Linked DNA regions of Ovis aries: region 2 is linked to region 1. The links are chromatin contacts, called in public Hi-C maps. All regions are on one chromosome and are shown on one strand. Each heading gives the region's core, a stretch centred on a gene start, on an enhancer-like site or on the middle of the called end of the contact. The rest is flanking DNA. Distances are from core to core; before and after follow the strand shown. Region 1 holds the start of LOC101116964 (F-box only protein 3-like). Region 2 overlaps MSRA (methionine sulfoxide reductase A).

Evidence for each region. A called contact is a pair of places that touch in the nucleus more often than the background predicts.
Region 2: a contact with region 1 is called in a Hi-C map of liver, with 4 times the contacts expected there. The contact joins the enhancer-like site here to the promoter of LOC101116964 in region 1. A contact is called at or near these places in 12 of 16 Hi-C or Micro-C datasets (blood, hypothalamus, liver and 6 more).

What each region holds. Positions count from the first base shown.
Region 1 is chr2:104,034,778-104,041,007 of ARS-UI_Ramb_v3.0, forward strand. LOC101116964 (F-box only protein 3-like) reads left to right here and starts at 2,378. Exons shown (of 1, transcript XM_012128676.5): 1 at 2,378-4,788. The coding sequence starts at 2,397. The coding sequence ends at 3,389.
Region 2 is chr2:104,072,711-104,078,381 of ARS-UI_Ramb_v3.0, forward strand. The region is part of intron 1 of MSRA (methionine sulfoxide reductase A); the gene reads left to right. Among named protein-coding and RNA genes, the nearest start is that of MSRA, 29 kb to the left of the region's middle. Within about 2 kb of position 2,876, at least 4 of the 54 cell types and tissues checked have an H3K27ac peak or open chromatin away from gene starts, as enhancers often do. A contact at or near this core is called in liver, where this site is marked.

The DNA.
Region 1 (6,230 bases), core at 1,128-3,627:
AAGTGGAACACGGTAAAATGAGGTGAAAGTGAAAGTTAGCTGCTCAGTCATGTCCAACACTGTGCGAGCCCATGGACTATAGCCGCCAGGCTCCTCTGTCCACGGAATTCTCCAGGCAACAATGCTGGAATGGGTTGCCATTTCCTTCTCCAGGGGATCTTCCTGACCCAGGGATCGAACTCAGGTCTCCCACTTTGCAGGTGGATTCTTTACCGTGTGAGCCGCCAGGGAAGCCCCAAATGAGGTATGATTGTATTTTATTTTTTTTCTTTTCCCTCTGATTTAAAATATGACATATATGTAACTGGATGCTGAGGGAAATCTCACTTTTTTTCTCTGCAGTTGAAGAAGACCCAAAGAAGACCCAAAGTTTAAGAATTATTGTTGATAACCAGTAGTCAAATAAGTAAGTTGTTTGATAATTAAGCTTTAAAAAGCCTATCTACATCAGCTTTAAATTAGATAACACTGGATTGTTCACTATTTATTCAGCACATAGTTACTGAGACTTTCTGTGTGGCTAGAGGTGTTTTCTGGACTAAGAACCAGACAGTCTTGTTTTTCAAGCCTGAACAACAGGACAGTGTCACCTTCGGACTCTGGGTGAACCTGATGAACTATCCCCCAGGGGAGGGTTCTGCCAAATGCTCTCTCAGGTTAAAAAGTTGGTGACTCAGTGCATTTGGAGAAGTTGTGACTTCTCTCTCCTCTTGCTTCAACTTTACAATGACAAAAACTAAGAGACATTATCTAACTAGTGAAAGACCACAGAACTAGTTAATCGAAAATGAGTATTATAAGTCAGCACTCACAACTTTTGCGCACTCATTCGCTTTGCCATTTATTCATTTAATCTTTAAATGTTTATTGTCTCTCCAAAGGTGGCCCAGGCCTCTGGGCTCATCATTTCCCATAATAAAGACAAAATAATAATAACAATAGCTATTAGGCATTAGTGAAAGTGAAAGCGAAGTCGCTCAGTCGTGTCCGACTCTTTGTGACCCCATGGACTGCAGCTTACCAGGCTCCTCCGTCCATGGGATTCTCCAGGCAAGAATACTGGAGTGGGTTGCCATTTCCTTCTCTAGGAGATCTTCCCGACCCAGGGATTGAACCTGGGTCTCCCGCATTGCAGGCAGACACTTTACCGTCTGAGCCACCAGGGACTATATTAAGAATTCACTTGGATTATCTTGTTTAATTGTTATATAATCTCAGCAAGCACTTACAGCAGAAAAAATGATGTTGACAAATTACAGCATTCTTTTTTAAAAATATTTTTATTGTGGTAAGAGTCACATATTAAAGAATATACCCACTCCAGTACTCTTGCCTGGAAAATCCCATGGACGGAGGAGCCTGGCAGGCTGCAGTCCACGGGGTCGCACAGAATCGGACACGACTGAAGTGACTTGGCAGTAGCAGCAGCAACTGTAGAGTTCAGTGGCAGTGAGTACATCCACATAGTTGCGCAACTCTCACCATCCTCTATCACCCAAAATTTTCACCTTCCTAAACTGAAACTGTCCTCATTAAACGCTAAGCCCTCATTCTGCCTGCCCACTCCCCACTCCAACCCTTGCATCTACCAACGTACTTTCTGACTCTGTGAATTTGACTGTTCTGGGTACCTTGTATAAGCGGACCTAGAGACGGTCACACAGAGTAAGGTCAGACAGAAAGAGAAAAACTAACATATTGTGCATATACGTGGAATCTAGAAAAGCGGTACTGATGAACCTATTTGCAAAGGAGGAATAGAGACACAGACGTAGAGAACAAACACACAGATGACAAGGGGGGGAAAGCGGGGTGGGATGAGTTGGGAGATTGGGAATGACATACACACACAATTGAGACTATGTATAAAATAGACAACTAATGAGAACCTACTGGGAGACACAGGGTAAAAAACAGAAGGTACAGTCTGTTTGTGGGACATGTATTAAGTTAACCTTAAAAACTACAATATTCTTAATAAACTTTCTGGAGAGTCCAGGTAGGGGAAGTAAATAGGCAGAGCACAGAGGATTTTTAGGACAGTGAAAATACCCTATATTACATGATGTTATATGTACGGTATTATAGTCATAGATATATGTCATTATGCATCTGTGCTAAGTCTCTTCAATCGTGTCTGACTCTATGTGACCCCATGGACTGTAGCCTGCCAGGCTCCTTTGTCCATGGAATTCTCCAGGCAAGAATACTGGAGTGGGTTGCTATGCCCTCCTCCAGGATATGTCATTCTACGTTTGTCCAAATCCACAGAATGTACAACACAAACAGCGAACCCTAAGGTAAACTGTGGAGTTTGTGTCATTATGATGCGCTGATGTAAAAACCTCCGGTAAAGAAATATACCATTCTAGAGGGCCTGCACCGGGCCAGGCAAGATGGCGGCCGTGGATACTGAGTCGGCGCCCCTGACCCTAGAATCGCTGCCCACCGACCCCCTGGTCCTCATCTTATCCTTCTTGGACTACCGGGACCTAATCAACTGTTGCTATGTCAGTCGAAGACTCAGCCAGCTATCAAGTCATGATCCTCTGTGGAGAAGACATTGCAAAAAATACTGGCTGATATCCGAGGAAGAGAAAACACAGAAGAACCAGTGTCGGAAATCCCTCTTCATTGATACTTACTCTGATGTAGGAAGATATATTGACCATTATGCTGCTATTAAAAAGGCCTGGGATGATCTCAAGAAATACTTGGAACCCAGATGTCCTCGGATGGTTTTATCTCTGAAAGAGGGTGCTCGAGAGGAAGACCTAGATGCTGTGGAAGCTCAGATCGGCTGCAAGCTTCCTGATGATTATCGGTGTTCCTATGGTATCCACAATGGGCAGAAGTTAGTTGTTCCTGGGTTGCTGGGAAGCATGGCACTGCCTAATCACTACCATTCTGAGGATTTGTTAGATGTCGACACGGCTGCTGGAGGCTTCCAGCAGAGACAGGGATTGAAATACTGTCTCCCTTTAACTTCTTGCATACACACTGGTTTGAGTCAGTACATAGCAGTGGAAGCTGCGGAGGGCCGAAACAAAAATGAAGTCTTCTACCAATGTCCAGACCAAGTGGCTCGGAATCCAGCTGCTATTGACATGTTTATCATAGGTGCTACATTTACTGACTGGTTCACTTCGTATGTCAACAGTGTTGTATCAGGTGGCTTCCCTATCATCAGAGACCAAATTTTCAGATATGTTCATGATCCAGAGTGTGTAGCAACGACTGGGGATATTACAGTTTCAGTTTCCACATCATTTCTGCCAGAACTTAGCTCTGTACATCCACCCCATTATTTCTTCACATACCGAATCAGGATTGAAATGTCAAAAGACGCCCTTCCTGAAAAGGCTTGTCAGTTAGACAGTCGTTACTAGAGAATAACAAATGCTAAAGGTGATGTGGAAGAAGTTCAGGGACCTGGAGTAGTTGGTGAATTTCCAATCATCAGCCCAGGCCAGGTATATGAATATACAAGTTGTACCACATTCTCTACAACATCAGGCTATATGGAAGGATATTATACCTTCCATTTTCTTTACTTTAAAGACAAGATCTTTAATGTCGCCATTCCCCGATTCCATATGGCATGTCCGACATTCAGGGTGTCTATAGCTCGATTGGAAATGGGTCCTGATGAATATGAAGAAATGGAAGAGGAAGAAGAGGAGGAGGAGGAGGAGGACGACGATGACGATTCGGCAGACATGGATGAATCTGATGATGATGAGGAAGAAAGACAGAGGAGAGTCTTTGATGTTCCCATTCGAAGACGCCGCTGCTCTCGCCTGTTTTAGCAAGCCTCTGCTGATGGAAGCCCTGGGATGAATCTAGCCTTTTAAATAGGTGTCTCAGTAATGTCAATAACTAAACTGTTCTCAGCTTATATTAATAGCAGGAAGACTAGCATGACATACTGTGCCAGGCCCTGGGTTCCGTGAGATGCTACTTTAGGAATTGGATTGTTTGGGTTTGCTTTGTGTTTTTGAGGTAGAGGAAGGAATGGGAATCTTTTTTCTCTTCTAGGAGTTAATGGGAGAATAGTTATCTAGCTAAGGAACAGACATTTCTTTATTTAAAGATATTTTATACTTATAAAAATATGGAAATGGAAGGGAATTGGTTTGAAAGGGGATTTAAAATGAATCAGAAATACCTACACAAGGACAGAGAGAAACTATGTGACTGAATGGTTCTGTGAAAAGACTTATAAGTTATTTAGAAATGAACAGAATTTGTAATTAGGCTAATCCATTTAGTGATTCCTATATATTTTGTACGAACAGGGAACTAACTGACTAAATAGCTTGACTGCCAGTTGTTTGTCCTTTCTGAGACAATCTATCCTTGAATTTAGAGTTTTCATCACGACCTTGAATTTAAAGCTACTGGTATGGCCTTGACCATAAATCTAGTCTTCAGCTCTATCAACTCTGGATTTAATTTAAGGTTTTCAACACTATGACCTTTACCACACTGTTCACAGATGCTCCATGTTTGAAATGTAGTGTGTGAAAGTATGTATTGTGTTTATTAACAAGGTTCTTCACAGTGTCTCACGTAGTCTAAGTTTGTAAATACTGCTTCTGTTTTGTTACTTGACTGTCTTAACTTTGTGATAAGTAACATGAATTTTATCTTAAGATGAAGTATGTTTTCCTGAAACATAAGAAAAATTTTTTTTTTTGGTAATTGTATATAATTGAGAGTTTGGAAATGAAATCCTCCGAATGTCAAAACCTCACATTTTGAAAACAAATTTTGGTTCCAATCCTGTATTTTGTATTGACTATTTCCCATAAATATATATATTAATAAGCCTTTGCTCTTAAAAAAAAAAGAAATATACCATTCTAGAGAGTGATGTTGATCATTTCGGCAGTAGTCTGTGCTTGTGAGGAAACAGAGGGTTAGTGGGAAATCTCTGTACCTCTCTCTTAATTTTGTTGTAAACCTAAATATGCTCTTTAAAAATTGTCTTATAAAACATCCTAAAGAGATCTTCTGGCTATTTATAACAGCGAGAACATGGAAACAACCAAAGTGTCCATCAATGGGTGGAAATAGGGCATATACACACAATGAAATATTATCCAGCCTTTGAAAAGTGAAATCCTTTCATTTGCTATAACATGGATGAGGCTGGAGGTCATTATGCTAAGTTAAGTAAGCCAGTCATAGCAGGACAAATACTGCCTGATTCCACTTATAAGAGGTACCTAAAATAGTCAAACTCATAGAAACAAAGAACAGAATGGTGGTTCCAGGGGCTGAGAGGTGGGGGAAGTGAGATGTTGTTTAATAGGTGTAAACTTTCAGTTACAAAATAGTAATTAGTTCTAGAAGTCTGCTGTGCAACATAATGCCTGTAGTGAACAATACTGTATTGGGCATTTAAAGATTTATTAAGAGGGTAGATCTCCTGTTAGGTGATCTTACCACATGAAACCAAATCAAAACAAAACAAAGGGGGACAAGAGAATTTTGGAGATGCTGGAAATATCTGTCACCATGATTGTGGTGCTGGTTTCAGAGGTGTTTGCCTGAGTCCAAACCAACCAAATTAATTTGTTAAACACATGCAGCTTTTGGATATCAATTACTCATCTTGATAAAGCTGTTAAAACAAAGGAAACTCTTACTTGCGTCCTTTGGGGGACTCTGATGTGCATCTGTCTGTGTGTGTATGGAGCTTAACTTACATCCTGACTAGAGAGCACTCAGATGTAAAGTAAGAGATAAGTCAGTCCTACTTGCATCAGGACCCATCAGACACTGAGGAGAAGTGGAGAGAAGGAACTTTTGGAACAATTTGTCCAGTTGGTTCCAGAGATGCTGTGATTGATTCATGCATTCATTTGACCAATATTGGCTGAATTCATACTGTGATCTTGACACTGAGTAGGCAGTTGGGATAAAATGAAAAAAAAAAAATGGACATAACATAACATCTGTTCCTAGAGTTCATGGTCTAGTGGATGAGATAGATTTCCACCAATCACACAAATAAATGTTGAAAATAACTATAGCTAATATTTACTGAGGGCTTCCTATGTATCACACATGATTTCAGGCACTTTTCTTGTATTGACTTACGTAACCATCACCAAGAAACAAAACAAAACCCAAATAAAAAAATCTGAGTTAGGTGCTACTCTTATTATCCCCACTTATTTTTCTGATAGGAGCTACGAAGCAATGGTTGATATGATATGAGA
Region 2 (5,671 bases), core at 1,626-4,125, 38 kb after region 1:
TACTGCCTGATTTGTTCTATGTCAAGCCACATCTCAGGGCACTGTATTTGCCCTGTGCCATTTCTCAGTTTTTCATGCTTAATTCCCTGTAGGTTTTCAGATGCAAGCCCAACCAGCTTTTGTCAAGAACAGCGGCACAGTAAATGAAACACACAAAATAATTTTTTTTTGGTTTTAGAACTGATACAAAGCCAATGTGGGAAAACTTAGTTACTGCTTTCCAAAGAGTGTTTTGTAATTGTCTTTGTTGGAGGGGGAGAAGCGAGTGCAATGAGGAGGCACCTGCAGTTTTGAAACTTCCTTTCTGTTCTTCTCCTCCCTGCTGCTCCCTTGCCATCTTCTCCCCTCCCTCCCTCCTCCTCTCCTCCTCTTGTCAGCCAGCATGGCATTGAATGTAGTATGCCATGGTGGAGACAGGAATGGAAGCTGGCATATGAGAGATGCTGTGTATGAGCCGTCTCTGTAGGCATATGCTACTGATAGCTGGTGCCCTGGGTGGGAGCGATGAGGTTGGTGCTGTGTGTTCATCAGGGGTCGTGTGGCCCACGCCCTCTTCACGAGGTTCCTCCCAGAGCTAGAGTATCCATTGTGACTGGCCCTGGCCCTTCGGGTTCCCTGGGATGCGATCTGACCCTCCCAGGGCTTGGGTGCCTCTCTTCTGGGCACAGAAGCTGGAAACTGTGCAATTTATGGGGAGGAAACTCTGCTGACTGGGCAGCCAACCCTGTCACCGAGTCCAGGGAGGCTGTAGTTTTGGCTCTCCGCGGCCTCGCTCACACACTCGGAGCCTGTCCCTCCAGGCGTGTGGCGCATACACATTTAGGTTTTGAGAACCAGGTGAGTGGTAGAACCTGGCTTAGCAGTCTGGTCTGGTTCTTACATTGTTGTTTTTTTTTTCCCCCTAGAAAAATAAAGCTCTCTGTTAAAGCAGCATCATCAGTTATAGCTCATCACTAGAAGAGATGACATTTACAGAGGTCCAAGCTCTTGGAATAAACTACCAGCTTTGCTGTTAAGCCCAGCAATCAGCAACTGTTGCGTCATGAAACTTGACCACCCCCCCCCTTTTTTTTCATACTTCAAGGACGACTTCTACCAAGTCTTTTATATTTGGCATTGCCGCAGTTAATGATCACAGGGTCCTTGGCTTATACAGCAATTTCCCTGAGCTACTTAGAGCTTTTCTCCTCTTCTCACTCTTGCTGTGTTCACCAACACCAAAGTGAGAAGCCGCTGCAGCCCTGTGGAGTGGGCTGGAGGTGGGCGCTCGCTTCCCGGGTTTTGGTTGTGCCGCTCTTGGGCTGTCTCCTTTACTTACTTTGTCTCCTTTACTTACTTTGTCTCCTTTACTTACTTCTCTAGCCTCCCGGTGGCTTTTATATAAAGAGGGTTTGGAAACAAAGTTCCTAGAGGTCCTTTTCCATGCCTGCAGTGACTTAAAGTGCTTTCTTTGTATTACACTTTCGATTTTCTCTTTTCCCTTCGGAATTAGTCTCCTTCCTTAGAAGCTTATTAACTCCAGCTCTAAACCCTGCGTCTTTCTTGCATGGTTGTACTTGCTTTCGTCTCCCTCGTCTTTTTCTGTTCTTTTCTCCCCTTGAGGAACAGGCAGAGAAAGGGAAAGAAAGTGGAGGCATGCAAGGTGGTTGTGCTTATGGTTACAATATTTCCTGATAGCTTGTTTCTCAATCTGGAGGAAGTTACTTTGGCAACTGTGAATTCATCTCTCTGCCTCCACACTAACTTTGTTGTTCAGTGACCAAGTCGTGTCTGACTTTTCTTGATACCATGGACTGCAGCATGCCAGGCTTTCCTGTCCTTCACTATCTCCTGGAGTTTGCCCAAATTCATGCCCATTGAATTGATGATGCCATCCGACCATCTCATCCTCTGTCGTCCCTTTCTCCTCCCACCTTCAGTCTTTCCTAGCATCAAGGTCTTTTCCAGTGAGTCAGTTCATTGCATCAGATGGCCAAAGTATTGGAGTTTCAGCTTCAGCCTCAGTCCTTGGCCAAGAGTATTCAGGGTTGACTTCCTTTGAGATTGGCTGTTTTGATCTCCTTGCTTTCCAAGGGACTCTCAAGAGTCTTCTCCAGGACCACAGTTCAAAAGCATCAATTCTTCAAGGCTCGGCCTTCTTTATCCCTCCTTATTTTATTTTAATGGGACAGCTTACTCGTATATGCGTTTTATCAGCCTCCTCACTCCCCGTCTGGACAGTAACATCTTTAAAGACAAGAACTGTTTCCACTCCTGTACCGTATACCAAGGAGCCTTGAACACAGTAGGTATTCAGTAAATATTTACTGAGATAATAGATGGGTCAGAGTAGTGCTAATGGATGATTTAAAAAGGTAACGATCTCTTAAGGAGTTTATAGTTCAGTCAGGAAGATAAAAATAAGGTGAGAAGAGTTAAGCCATGAACCTTGTGCCACTGATGAGAAGGTAAATTTATCAAGAATTTGGAAGCACGTACTATTATTTGCGTTCTTTGCTGTGCATGGTTTTCTTTTGGACGTCCTTGGAGATCAAGTTTTCCCCACTATACGTGAATATTTCAAAGTACCGTTGAAGCAAACCCACAGGCATTTTAGAAGTAGAAGCAGACTGTGGATTTTTTTCACTGAGCAAAGTTCTTCCCACACAGACTACACGTGACCCTTGTTCTTTGCAGACTTGGTCCGGTTCCCACCTGTAATTCTGTCTCCTAAACGTGGAATTTGTCTACAGCTTTTCCATCTGAAGTCTAGTCTTCTCCTGATCATGGTGCCCAGGTCTTCTGCAGTGCGTATGTGGGCAGCCCTTGTCCTGTAAGCTCTCACTGTGGAAAGAGAAGTAGTTAAGGGGCTGCAGAGACAGGTTGCGGTTGTGTGCTGGGGAAATGCTTGGGGGAGGTGTCACCACACAGGTAGAAGCAGAAGCGGCACTGGGGCCGGGTAGGGGCAGTCAACACAGCAGGAGGCGGCAGCCCCGCTTAGGGTTGTGCACCGGGGACCGTCAGGAGGAGGTGATCGGGAGGCATCATCAGGACCAGGCTTGATGAGACCAGGTGTAGGGGACCTCCTCTGAAGCTGCTGGCACCCCTTCATGCTCTGAACCCCACTCGGCTGACTGTGTAACTCACTTGGCCTTGGGGACCTCCTGCTCTTGACTCAAACCCCAGTTCCTAACCATGGAAGTCCCAAACCCTCCTTGAGATTCCTTTGAATTCTGGAGTATGTGTGTGGGATGCTTGTATTGTCTCAATTACCACTGCCTCTCGGTTCCTGCATCCCCAGGTATTCTCTCTTTATCACACTGAATTGGCCACATAGCAGAAGGGAGCAGGTCACAGGCTGGCCTGAAGGTTGGGCCGGGAGCGCTGGAGGGGGGTTGGCTGCGCAGAGCAGAGCCTGTGCCCAGTCCGGCTCCCCTGCGCCTTTGGCCCAGCAGCCTCCTCCCCAGCCCTCCCCAGCGCAGGCTGAGCCTGCGCCTCTCTGTATCCTCTCAGCTCCCACCTCCTGATTCCTCACTCGTTTCAGCCTCTTTCCAAGAAAATGTAAGTCTTCTCACATGAAACAGACCCAACACTTCTCTATGACTTGCCTGCGTGCTCGCTCATGTCCGACTCTGCGACTCCATGGACTGCAGCCCTTTAGGCTCCTCTGTCCACGGGATTTCCCAGGCAAGAATACTGGACTGGGTTACCATTTCCTCCTCCACAGGATCTTCCAGACCCAGGGATCAAATTCACATTACCTGTCTTTTGCACTGCAGATGGATGCTTTACCTGCTGAGACAGTAGGGAAGCCCCTCTCTATGCCTTGAGTTCCAGCTAATATCCCGTTCTAAGGGTCTTGTCTAAAGTTTCAAAAACATATCAAGTTGTTTTCTCAAAGACCAAAGACTTTTCCTGCGTTGACCTAGGATTAAATTTTGTAATATAGGAAATTGAACTGGATGGCAAACTAAGTAGGTTTGAGACCGGGAAGAGGGGGTGGTAAAGAGCGATTGGGTGTAGAAGGCCCCTCTTTCCCCTGAGGGATATTTGCAAACCTCTCACTCTTATATGCATTTTATATGCATCAGCCTTCCCACTTCCCCCTCTGGACAGTAGCGTCTTTGAAGGCAAAGACTGTTTCTGCTTCATTAAATAGTTTAGCCCTGTAGCACTTACCAAGGTGCCTTTTAACATAGTAGGTATTCAGTAAATATTTACTGAGCAAATAGATGGGACAGTGTGGTGCTAATGGAGGAGTTTAAAAATTAATAATCCCTTAAGGAATGTGTAGTTCAGTCAAGAAGACAAAAATAATATAGCTGAGAGTAGTATAGCCATGAACCTTGTGATACTGATGCAGGGTTGAATTTATCAAGAATTTGGAAGCATGTACTGTTATTTACCGTCTTTGTTGTATATGTAGTAGTATTTAAATAAAATTCAGACTACTATCCAGCTTGTCACTAAATCAGATACATTTTTTTCCAGATTAAAAGCAAAAACGTAAAGGCATGTTTCCAGGGATTTAAAAGGTACATCAAAGACTATACATTTCATCTTAGTATCAGCAAATGACAATTGAGTTTTAATAAGTTATTTTGAACTTGAGTTCAGTCCAGTGCTCAGTCATGTCTGACTCTTTGTGACCCCATGAACCGCAGCACACCAGGCTTCCCTGTCCATCACCAACTCCTGGAGCCCACGCAAACCTATGTCCATCAAGTCAATGATACCATCCATCCATCTCATCCTCTGTCGTCCTCTTCTCCTCCTGCCCTCAATCTTTCCCAGCATCAGGGTCTTTTCCAATGAGTCAGCTCTTCATATCAGGTGGCCAAAGTATTGGAGTTTCAGCTTCAACTTCATTCCTTCCAATGAACAACTAGGACTGATCTCCTTTAGGATGGACTGGTTGGATCTCCTTGCAGTCCAAGGGACTCTCTAGAGTCTTCTCCAACAGCACAGTTCAAAAGCATCAATTCTTCGGTGCTCAGCTTTCTTTATAGTCCAACTCTCACATCCATACATGACCACTGGAAAAACCATAGCCTTGACTAGATAGACCTTTGTTGCAAAGTGATGTATCTGCTTTTTAATATGCTGTCTAGGTTGGTCATAACTTTCCTTCCAAGGAGTAAGCGTCTTTTAATTTCATGGCTGCAGTCACCATCTGCAGTGATTTTGGAGCCCAGAAAAATAAAGTCAGCCACTGTTTCCCCATCTATCTGCCATGAAGTGATGGGACAGGATGCCATGATCTCAGTTTTCTGAATGTTGAGCTTTAAGCCAACTTTTTCATTCTCCCCTTTCATTTTCATCAAGAGGCTCTTTAGTTCTTCTTCACTTTATGCTATACGGGTGGTGTCATCTGCATATCTGAGGTTATTGATATTTCTCCCAGCAATCTTGATTCCAGCTTGTGCTTCTTCCAGCCCAGCATTTCTCATGATGTACTCTGCATATAAGTTAAATAAGCAGGGTGACAATATACAGCCTTGACGTACTCCTTTTCCTCTTTGGAACCAGTCTGTTGTTCCATGTCCAGTTCTAACTGTTGCTTCCTGACTTGCATACAGGTTTCTCAAGAGGCAGGTCAGGTGGTCTGGTATTCCCATCTCTTTCAGAATTTTCCACAGTTTGTTGTGATCTACACAGTCAAAGGCTTTGGCATAGTCAATCCAGAAATAGA